Regions from separate parts of the Mus musculus genome. Here region 2 is linked to region 1. The links are chromatin contacts, called in public Hi-C maps. All regions are on one chromosome and are shown on one strand. The core of a region is the stretch at or near the end of the contact, and the rest is flanking DNA. Distances in the headings are between cores, read along the strand shown.

Region 1 (6,021 bases), core at 916-3,415:
CACGGTTCTGTAAACACCCCCATTAGAGGAAACTGGATAAGCAGTCCATGAAATCTTGCACAAATAATTACAATCATGTCTGAGTCTATAATTATTATAATAAAGAACTCAGCTTAAAGTCTACGAGACTGTGCACTGACTCGGATGGAGTAGATGCTTTCCCCCAATCCTTGCATTGCTGCTGGAAACAGGGAGGGAGGGAGTAAAAATTTTTTTAAAAGTATGTGGTTCAGTAAATGCTTAATTAAAACCCATCAGATATACAGAAAAAACTGCCAATAACAGTCCTTTTACTAATGTGGCAATTGGCCAGAGTTTGTTTATTCTGCATGGTAAGTAGACAGAAATATAGAAAAGTTATCTTTCTCATAGTAGAAGCAATTATATTTATGGTTAGCACAATCACAACAAGCTTAAGGCAGAACCAACTATTACCCTGTGTAGCTCAGTTAGAAGACTACTACAAAGACAGTACTATTTGATTATTGTGATATTAGTGAATTTGTATAAGCAACACACAAAGCCTCGTGAACTTTTGACTGATTTCATTTTGGGGGATTATTGCTTTAAGTCTTGTGAGAGAGACAGTTAAAACAGACCAACACAGTTAGTCCAACATAGTAATGGAGTGCAACACACACACAAAGACAAGTGCCACGGTGCCTCCAGAAGAAGCCACTCACACATCCTGCTGCCTAGCTTCTCACTGCAGCTCCCCAGCTAGAGAGAAAAGTAAAGAGATCATAGGGCATTCACTGATTCACCCGGTGGTGCAAAACCTCACCAAGTGTCTTTAATGGAGTCCTGCCTCTAGGAGACACCTCCTGCTAAGCTGTACAGTGGAGTGTTATCAATTCTCCCTTATGGAACTGATGTTGGTCTGACATCTGACACCCATATCTGCCTGAAAATCACCTTTACTTTATAAAGCCAAATATCTATGTCCCTCAATGTATACCTCACACCTGCTCATGTATGAAGCAGGTCCAGGTGGTGTGGCCATAGACACAGCTGATTCTCAGAGCACATGGGCAGGGATGCTCTATTCTCTTTGCAGCTGACTTGGCTGCAGCCTGGCTGTGTATCTTCTGTATGACCCAGAACCACAGTGATGCCAACACTGAGAACAGTACATCTCCCATTCTGAGAAACTGTCAGCAGAGGGGGTACTGCTAACACATGTGGCACCTCATCATAATTTGGGGGAAGGTAGGGAAAATGGGAAAGGCTATGTTTGGACTAGATCTTGAAGGATAGGGAGGGGAGTCCTCGACGAGGTCCTCTGATAAGCAAAAATTAGGTGAGAGAGAATTTCCAAAGACACCTAGACAGGAGATAAAAAGCATAGTGGTGCCATGCAAGGTCTGCATGCTGCAAGGAAGCTAGCGAGCAAGAGGCAGATGTGAGGCAAAGGCAGGACCCATGAGCAGTTAAACCGGAAGCAGCAGTGGCAGGTTGGAAAGAAACAATCCCCAAAGAGATAGGGAAATGTCAAGCATGTGTGTGGTTTCAAAGTGCACAGCAGTAAAAACCACATCCAAGCAGGGGCAGGAAAGCCCTGCCTACCCCTCCTACAGGGTGGTGGGGTCTGTGAAGGGACAGCAGGCCAGAGCACACAGACACACCTGTGCACACTTACCTGCTATAATCACACCAAGTTTATGTCCAGGCCTCTGAAGGAATCAACTACCTGATTAGTTTTTCTAGTGTCCAATCCAGTTTTTAAAAATGTTTTCTTCTAAAGATCAAACATTCCATAGGAGCAATCGTGCTCAATGTTAAGGTCACGTAGTGTGATTAATACTCAAGTGTGAAACTCAGAGCAGCTTCCTGCTTCAACACTAGTTCAGGTTGACTGTGCAGTGACATTTCTCAGATGGGTTCTTTGGTGAAGTCCCGGCTCCCAGGGTGACTGTGTATGAAGACAGGGGCATACAGTAACTAAGGCGATTGATTCCATTCACAGCAGTGTGCTCCTGATTCCGGATCCACATCTAGTGAACGGGCATCACAAAGCTTATGCACTCAGTGTGGACTGAGACCTGCCTGCTGTACCAGCACCTGCATCCTGGACTTCCAGTGTCTGGAATGGTAGGTGGATAACTTCCTGTTGGTTAAGTCCCTGGGCAGCAGTGTGTCACTCACCGCACCAGCTGACTGCCACCCAAGCTGGCCAATATCAGGAGACCATGAGCCAGTGTGTTTACAGCACAGCAGCACCAGACTTCAGAAGCTTCACAATGCTTATCTCAAAGCACTGAAAACACACACTGAAAACACACGCTTGCCATACTTTTGAACCAGTCTGCAGGCTGCACCTGTGGCAAAGATGGCACACAGTCCATGGGCATCTGAGAAGAAAGTACTATTCAATATCGAACACAGAACTCCAAATTAAGATATTAATTTCAAACACAAGAGAGAAGATGCACACTGTGGGGCCGGGGCAACGGTCAGGGTCTGCTCTTATCCCATCATTAAAGAATCCGTCAAGATGACTCAGCGCAGGGCTACAGAGTTAACAGCCTTGTTTATGGCATGTGTGGCTCTGTTTCCCTTCAGCCCCTCCATTAGGCTCAGTAACGACAGCCATGGGGCTCACAGCAATTCGATTACAAACTCACAACTGGGCAATTACTTCTCCATCAGTTGAGAATATCTGCTAAACTCATAAAACAGATTCTCTTAGGGCAGTAGGTCTCAACCTTCCTAATGCTGCAAACCACTAACACAGTTCCTCATTTTGTGGTGACCCCAACCATAAAATTATTGTGTCACTACTTTATATTTGTAATTTTGCTACTGTTATGAATTGTAATATAAATACCTGACATGGAACCATACACACCACACACACAGGGGCCGAGACCCACAGGTTGAGAACCACTGCCTTAGATGCTAATGTGGTCAGACAAACAAAGCCTTTTTGGTCATCCTGATGTAACGGGAAGGTCTGCAACTCAAGAACAAGCAGGAAGAAACCAGACATCTCCTCTGAAACTGGAGTTACAGGTGGTTGTCTGCCTCCATATGGGTGCTAGGAATTGAACCTGGGTCCTCTGGGAAAGTAGCCAAGGCTTTACAACACTGGGCCATCTCTCCAGCCCTGGAACTGTGTTCTTCATTTCACTCATGGTGTGTTGTTGGATGCCACAAAGAACCCTAGTTCCCTTTCCCAAGCTGTTCCCAGAGTCTGTAACCTTCCTGACAGTTGTTCATTCCATCTGCTTCTCACTGGATGTATTGTGGATAGGCCTGGTGCTGTTTGTATTTTGATGCTAATTCCACTCTCCTGGGAGGGATTATGTGGACAAGAATGAGACACACGTACTCAGGTGACTTCTTGTGAACCAATACCCTAATTAATAAAGGAGCCAATCACTTGGTGAGTAGGAGGGACTTCCAGGTTGGACTGAGGAAGTGAGGAAGCAGGAGAGAGTTAGGTTTTTTGGGACAGGGATAGCGTGAAGACAAGATGTAGCTACGAGTGTTTCCCATTTCAATTGTGGATCAGTCAGGATTTGATACAGGAAGATTTAGATTTAATAAGGCTTACAAGATTAGGATTTTAGTTGTTGTACCCAGCAATTGAGTTACCATCTTTTCTGAACTAAGTTTGTGTTGTGTTTTCCTTCACACAGTGGCTTGTCTGGGTTCAAGAGAGAAAGGTTGCATTAAAGTGTGGGTTTGCCTGAGGTACACTGCAAAGGCTGTGGGGGATCTGAAGCATGGGGCTGACGTGTAGGAACTTAGCAAGCTGGGTGGAGATGTTTTGGGAGCTCCGGGCCAGAGAGTCTCTACGAGACAAGAACAGGTCAGCCATTGTCCGCCAGTGTATGTCTGGCCAGGCCGCTGGGGCAGAGAGTTGCCGGCACGAGCTCAGAGCATGCTCAGAACATGCCGTTTGGATTTTTAATACTTCCTGCAACACTGGATTACTTAGGGTCTTGTCTACAGAAGAGCTTGCGTTCTGTCTATCATTCAGTGGTACACTTCTTTAAAAACAATGTGTTTGTCCTGTGTTCTTGACTGAACACCTCAGCTAGCCTTCCAGAACCTGCTCAAGTTTGAGTTGCCATCTTTTTCCCATTCCTGATCTTAGGCAGTGTCCAGCCTTACACCACTGAGTATGTGACTTTAGCTGTAGGGGCACTTTTGCTGTTTTTGATAGAGAAATCTCTTTATAGATTCCTCAAAGCAGTCTTGTTGTGGTGAAGGGGTAGGAGCAGTGAGAGCTGAGGCCCTTCCCAAATCCATTCTGGTCTGCTGTCAAGATCAATAGGGCAGACGCTCACAGAGCGTAAGTTCTAGCCTTAGTTTTTCTTTTTTTTTTTTTTTTTTTTATTTATTTATTATATGTAAGTACTGTCTTTAGACACCAGAAGAGGGAGTCAGATCTCATTACAGATGGTTGTGAGCCACCATGTGGTTGCTGGGATTTGAACTCTGGACCTTCGGAAGAGCAGTCGGGTGCTCTTACCCACTGAGCCAACTCGCCAGCCCAGTTTTTCTTTTAAAGAAACTTAGTTTTTCTTTTCTTTTCTTTTCCTTTTTTTTTTTTTTTTTTTTTTTTTTTGGCTTTTTGAGACAGGGTTTCTCTGTATAGCTCTGGCTGTCCTGGAACTCACTCTGTAGACCAGGCTGGCCTCAAACTCAGAAATCCACCTGCCTCTGCCTCCCAAGTGCTGGGATTAAAGACGTGCGCCACCACTGACCGGCCTAGACTTAGCTTTTCTAGGAACTATTTCTTCCAGATCGAGGTCTCCTGGTTGTACATGACTTCAGCATGATCTCCCCACCAGGAACAATTTATTATTCTATTTGTTTTATGACAGAATTATTGCTCTGGTTTGAGAGAGACAGGCAGTGTACACACTTACACATCCACCCAGGGATATTAAACAGTCAAGTCTGTGCACAGAGGACTGACTGTAATGAGTACCAACAGAGTTTCTGCAGTCAGAGACGATGGACATACAGACAATAAAATCTTCTCTCCCGTTTGAGATTCATGCTCAGAATTAGAGACACACTCATTGTCCTGTTCTGTCCTGTTTAAGTCTCTATATTTTATTAGTCTCACTCATTAACCATCACTTTTGACAACTTCTTCACTAGACTTAAAGTCATAGTATGTGTGACTATTTTGGGACACAACACCTCTGTGGAGCACTGCCACTTGCTGCCCGCCATGAACAGCACTCATCACAGAGCAGGGAAAGATAATGAATTAACCAGCCAGAGGAAAATCTACTCAGAGCATCTTGAATAATTCCAACAAGTGCTAACTGAAAAAACATAGAAAGGACATAGAGGCTTTGGGAAAATGTCTGTCAGACAAATGCGGCCAGTCAAACTTCATCAAGCTCAATATCCACAACATGTAAGCATGTATATATGCATGCATATATATGTATGTATGTATATATATATATATATATCCACATATATATATGTATGTATATATACATATGTATGTATGTATGTATATATATATATACACACACACACACACATATATATATATATATATGGATGGATGCCTGTCATGTATGTTGTATCTACCTACCTACCTATCTACACATGCTGTACTTCAATTTAAAACAATTTGAATATTTATTTAGATTACCCCATAGAATTACAAAATACAGCAACTGCATTGTTTTCTGAGCCTCCTTTTAAGTACTAATAGAGATTCTTGAGTTCTCTCTGGCTCTAAAATAAATTCTGATATTTTACTTCAACAATATGAATAATATATTTCTAAGAGAAACATACAAATGCATGCATCCCTATACAGTGAATACATAGTCACCAACACAAGCACAATACACACACGTATGCACATATGCATGTATGTACACACACTCAATACTGCTCTTCAGTGGCTTAGAGCACATAGACACAGGATTTAAATCACAGACTTATGGACAAGTCTGTGTGGTGAATTCTGCAAGAAAGTTTTTACATTTGTCAATGACTGTATATTTATAAAAATTTAATTTCGGAATTCCCTTTATC
Region 2 (6,021 bases), core at 1,424-3,923, 350 kb before region 1:
GCGTCGGGCCAGGCAGTGACTGGACAAAAAAACTTTACTGCATATGTACACATTGGTTATTTGTCCAAACTTATGCGTGGTGGCCAGCAGTAGCCAGCGCTACTCTGCAACGGCACATGTGGCTTCCCACAGGAGGATCCTGGGCTTGCTGGCCAGCTAGTCTAGCAGAATCAGTGAGAGAACCAGAGAGTAAGGTAGAGAGCAACTGAGAAAGATAACTGATATCTAACTCTGGCTTCCACATATACACACAAACATACACAGAGAGAAACACCTACAGACACAGACACACACAAAGACACACAGACACAACACAGACCCAGACATATGCACACACACAAACACAGAAACACACACATCCACAGATACAACACAGAGATACATATTCACACAGACACACACAAAAACACAGAGAAACACATACAGACACAACACACACAGACACACAGGAACACATACAGACACAACACAGACACAGACATACAGACACATACATAGACATACAGACACACACAGAGACATACACAACACAGACACACAGAGACACACAAACACACAGCCACACAGAGAGACACAGACACAGGACAGACACAGACAGACACACACAGATACACAGACACATACACAGACACACACACACAGAAACACACACACGCATTCTAAACCTCATGTCATGACCCTGAATACAGACATGGGTGTCCTGCACCTCACTGTTCCTCATCTCAGTGTAGCCACAGACTGAATAAACTTTTCTCTGCTTTTCACTATTACTTGACTCTTTGATCGATTGCCATTATTGGGGCTGGGAGGCTGAACTAACTACCTTACTGGGACATCCAGAGCTAGGCTTTGATCCTAAAATTCTGGTAATGTCTTTGTAAGTCACGGCTCTAGAGGAGTTGACAAACTACAAACACATCAAATGGATAGGACAAGACAAGCCTAGATGTACGTCAGAGAGCACCGAGGCCCTGGAGCAGTTGCAGCCTGCAGAGAGAGAGGCAGTGCACTGTGAGGCACCGTGGTGCACTAGGCACAACCACTCAGAAGGTTCCTGGCACTGTGTGCAGATGCCAAAGGAGTCACCTTAGGTGCAGGAGGTGAAGTGAGATCCTGCAGGGTGGATCTTGACCATACAGAGAGCCCAGGAATGCCCACTCAGACTACCCAGTCGTTTGTTGGCAACTGCCTCGTCCACAGGTCTCCCCTCTTTCAGGCCTTTGCAAAGATGACTAGTGCGGCAGGCTTTAGCATCTTCCCCAAACTCCTCACGTGGTGACCTCTATAAAACTTTCTCTCACTTCCAAACTACCTCAGACGCAATCCTCCCTGCCACAGATTGCGTATTGGTTGGCTGTTTTGGGCCACAGAGTGAAAGGTCTCCGGTTTGGGGTTGAGGTGGGACACTAAGGCAGATTATCCTGTCTAGTAAGAGATTTATTAGTTTAGCACCACGAACGTGGTGGAAGCTCCAATGAGAGTTCAGACCCTCAAGGCAAAGTGTGGGTTTCTTTTAGGTCTCAGTGGAAGGGAGAGTTGCCCTGTAGTCAGGCTGTCCCTGACTCCCAGTAAGCAAGGAAGAGGGAATCTTGCACTGCCAAGAAGGAATGTGTAACATGAAGGATGTGGGGGCGTGAAGGGAGGCACTTTGAGTTAAGGTGTGCCCATTATGTGGGCATAGGCATGTGTCCCCCAAGATGTCCCAGCCTCTGGTAATGAGCCTGCAAACTTCCTTGGGGAAATGAAAATGGCCCTGGAACCCAAACGCTTGGTGAATGGATGCTATTAGGATGTTACAGATTCTTAGACGTGCTCCCAGTAGAGGGCGCTGGTCTCTTCCTTGCTAGTGGCTGATGGGCTGGAGAGATGGCTCAGCTGTTAGGCGCACTTGCTGTTCTTCCAGATGGTTTGACTTCAGCTCTTAACACCCAGGTCAAGTGGCTCACGACTCCCTGTGGCTTCCGCTGGGGCGAGGGCGGGGCGGGGGTGGGCGGAAGCTCGTTTCTGGCTTCCGTGGTTACCTGAGCACGTGAACACGTGTGCATAAGCACATGCATACATATAAAAATAAAAATCCTAAAGAAATTAAACAGGCTTCTGCAGGGGGCCTTGGTCTGAGCAGGAGTGTGATCCGGATTTAAACAGAGAACTCTTCGTCTTCAGGAACATTTGGTTTCATGACCTTGTTCCGGCTCAAATCTCTGGAATGTTTGAATCTGGGAGCCTGTCGAAATTGTAGGGATCCTAAAAGAATCTGGCTCAGTCGCCACAACTTTAAGAAACTGTGGTACACTGTATGTTGTGTCTATGTGTATTTGTATGTGGGTGTACACATGTGTCCACGGTGAACCTGGCATTCACCAGCTCGGCTAGAGGGCAGCAAACTCCAGGGATCTGCCTGTCTCTCTCCAGCAATAGAATTACAGATGGGTGCCACCCACTCATCTTTTTTTTTTTTTTTTTTTAATTTTAAAATTTAATTTTTATGCTTGCATGTATAACTGCACCATATCCCCTGGAACTAGAGTTACAGACAGTTGTGAGCCATTGTGTGCATGCTGGGAGTCTCGGATCTTGGAAGGGCAGCCAATGCTCTTAACGGCTAAAGCAGCCCTCAGGCCCCCAACACCCAGCTCTTTGTATGAACTCAGGTCCTCACGCTTGTTCAGAAAGCACTTTACCCACTGAGACATCTCCCAGCCCTTTGTATGTTTACTAGTGTTCTAAATTCAAGATACACCAGTAGTTCTGGGAAACAGATTTTCCAGGAAGTCATGGGTGATGTCTGTTGACGGGATATGAAATTCAGCTTTAGTGCTGACAAACTGTGGGGTCATATTCCAAATGAAGGAATGACGAGGAGGTGTAATCCTGCTTCCAAGTCCCCAGACCTTTTGCATGCCAGCTGTGGATCCAGATTCCCTCTGTCACCTCCAACTTGTTTCCCTTGCCCTGTGTCACTGGAAACCTGGTCCATCATCCGACAGACAGTGAACACAGTGTGGGACTCATGTTTATCAGCAAGGTCCCAGACACTTCCTGAGGCTTCAGTGTATCCAATGGGCCACTGTGGACTCAGAGTACCACAGAAAAACAAGACACAATTCTCCCTTCCAGGAGCCCCCGTCTGGAAAGGGCAGTGTCCCTTAGTCATGATGGATTTCTGAATGAGCTGCACGGGCAGGAAGTGAGTCCCGTTTTTCCGTTTGTGCAGCCTGTCAGCCGTTTGTAAACACTGACCCCACCCTTCGTGGCACAGCCTTGCTGTCCTAACCAACATTCAGCCATGAGATCAACCACAGACCCTGAGCAATCTCCAAGCAGTTAGCCATGAATAAGAGAGGCTGTGGCTGTGCACTGAAGGCAGCCTCCTGATGCTCACATAACCTCTTGTGGGTAAACAACCTGGAGGTTGCACTTGGGATGTTCCCACAGGCCTTATCCCATCCTTGTGACTTGACTTCTTTTTTCTTTTTCTTTTTTCGGTTTTATTTTATTTTTATTAGGTATTTTCTTCATTTACATTTCAAATGCTATCCCAAAAGTCCCCCATTACCCCCCCCCCCACTCCCCTACCCATCCACTCCCACTTCTTGGCCCTGGCGTTCCCCTGTACTGAGGCATATAAAGTTTGCAAGACCAAGGGGCCTCTCTTCCCAATGATGGCCGACTAGGCCATCTTCTGCTACATATGCAGCTAGAGACACAAGCTCTGGGGGTACTGGTTAGTCTATATTGTTGTTCCACCTATAGGGTTGCAGACTTCTTCAGCTCCTTGGGATTTTCTGGAGTCCACCTTCTTGAGTTCTTTATATATATTGGGTATTAGTCCCTCCTCCATTGGGGGCCCTGTGTTCCATCCAATAGCTCACTGTGAGCATCCACTTCTGTGTTTGTCAGGCACCGGCATAGCCTCACAAGAGACAGCTATATCAGGGTCCTTTCAGCAAAATCTTACTGTCGTATGCAGTGGTGTCAGCATTTGGAGGCTGATTATGGGATGGATCCCCAGGTGTGGCAGTCTCTAGATGGTCCATCCTTTCGTCTCAGCTCCAAACTTTGTCTCTGTAACTCCTTCCATGGGTGTTTTGTTCCCAATTCTAAGAAGGGGCAAAGTGTCCAAACTTTGGTCTTCCTTCTTCTTGAGTTTCATGTGTTTTGTAAATTGTATCTTGGGTATTCTAAGTTTCTGGGCTAATATCCACTTATCATTGAGTACATATTGTGTGAGTTCTTTTGTGATTGGGATACCTCACTCAGGATGATTACCCTCCAGGTCCATCCATTTGCCTAGGAATTTCATAAATTCATTGTTTTTAATAGCTGAGTAGTACTCCATTGTGTAAATGTACCACATTTTCTGTATCCATTCCTCTGTTGAGGGGCATCTGGGTTCTTTCCAGCTTCTGGCTATTATAAATAAGGCATAGTGGAGCATGTGTCCTTCTTACCAGATGGAACATCTTCTGGATATATGCCCAGGAGAGGTATTGCGGGATCCTCCAGTAGTACTATGTCCAGTTTTCTGAGGAACCACTAGACTGATTTCCAGAGTGGTTGTACAAGCTTGCAATCCCAGCAACAATGGAGGAGTGTTCCTCTTTCTCCGCATCCTCGCCAGCATCTGCTGTCACCTGAATTTTTGATCTTAGCCATTCTGACTGGTGTGAGGTGGAATCTCAGGGTTGTTTTGATTTGCATTTTCCTGATGATTAAGGATGCTGAACATTTTTTCAGGTGCTTCTCAGCCATTCGGTATTCCTCAGGTGAGAATTCTTTGTTTAGCTCTGAGCCCCATTTTTTAATGGGGTTATTTGATTTTCTGGAGTCTACCTTCATGAGATCTTTATATATATTGGATATTAGTCCCCTATCTGATTTAGTATTGGTAAAGATCCTTTCCCAATCTGTTGGTGGCCTTTTTGTCTTACTGACAGTGTCTTTTGCCTTACAGAAGCGTTGCAATTTTATGAGGTCCCTTTTGTTGATTCTCAATCTTACAGCACAAGCCATTGCTGTTCTATTCAGGAATTTTTCCCCTGTGCCCATATCTTCGAGGCTTTCCCCCACTTTCTCCTCTATAAGTTTCAGTGTCTCTGGTTTTATGTGGAGTTCCTTGATCCACTTAGATTTGACCTTTGTACAAGGAGATAAGAATGGATCAGTTCACATTCTTCTACATGATAACCGCCAGTTGTGCCAGCACCATTTGTTGAAAATGCTGTCTTTTTTCCACTGGATGATTTTAGCTCCCTTGTCGAGATCAAGTGACCATAGGTGTGTGGGTTCATCTCTGGGTCTTCAATTCTATTCCATTGGTCTACTTGTCTGTCACTATACCAGTACCATGCAGTTTTTATCACAATTGCTCTGTAGTACAGCTTTAGGTCAGGCATGGTGATTCCACCAGAGGTTCTTTTATCATTGAGAAGAGGTTTTGCTATCCTAGGTTTTTTGTTATTCCAGATGAATTTGCAAATTGCCCTTTCTAATTCGCTGAAGAATTGAGTTGGAATTTTGATGGGGATTGCATTGAATCTGTAGATTGCTTTTGGCAAGATAGCCATTTTTACTATATTAATCCTGCCAATCCATGAGCATGGGAAATCTTTCCATCTTCTGAAATCTTTGATTTCTTTCTTCAGAGACTTGAAGTTCTTATCATACAGATCTTTCACTTCCTTAGTTAGAGTCACACCAAGGTATTTTATATTATTTGTGACTATTGTGAAGGGTGTTGTTTCCCTGATTTCTTTCTCAGCCTTTATCCTTTGTGTAGAGAAAGGCCATTGACTTGTTTGAGTTAATTTTATATCCAGCTACTTCGCTGAAGCTGTTTATCAGGTTTAGGAGTTTTCTGGTGGAATGTTTAGGGTCACTTATATATACTATTATATCATCTGCAAATAGTGATATTTTGACTTCTTCCTTTCCAATTTGTATCCCCTTGATCTTCTTTTGTTGTCGAATTGCTCTGGCTAGGACTTATAGTACTATATTGAATAGGTAGGGAGAAAGTGG

Evidence for each region. Hi-C and Micro-C count contacts between places; a contact is called where the count stands out from the background.
Region 2: a contact with region 1 is called in a Hi-C map of the N1E-115 cell line, with 7 times the contacts expected there. The contact joins two enhancer-like sites. A contact is called at or near these places in 2 of 484 Hi-C or Micro-C datasets (the N1E-115 cell line and liver) and 1 of 9 other capture datasets (liver).

Annotation. Positions count from the first base shown.
Region 1 is chr9:122,231,621-122,237,641 of GRCm38.p6, forward strand. All of the region lies in intron 11 of Ano10 (anoctamin 10), which reads right to left. Among named protein-coding and RNA genes, the nearest start is that of Mir8106, 39 kb to the right of the region's middle. Within about 2 kb of position 2,166, at least 59 of the 459 cell types and tissues checked have an H3K27ac peak or open chromatin away from gene starts, as enhancers often do. A contact at or near this core is called in the N1E-115 cell line, where this site is marked.
Region 2 is chr9:121,879,113-121,885,133 of GRCm38.p6, forward strand. No RefSeq gene overlaps it. Among named protein-coding and RNA genes, the nearest start is that of Ackr2, 16 kb to the right of the region's middle. Within about 2 kb of position 2,674, at least 96 of the 459 cell types and tissues checked have an H3K27ac peak or open chromatin away from gene starts, as enhancers often do. A contact at or near this core is called in the N1E-115 cell line, where this site is marked.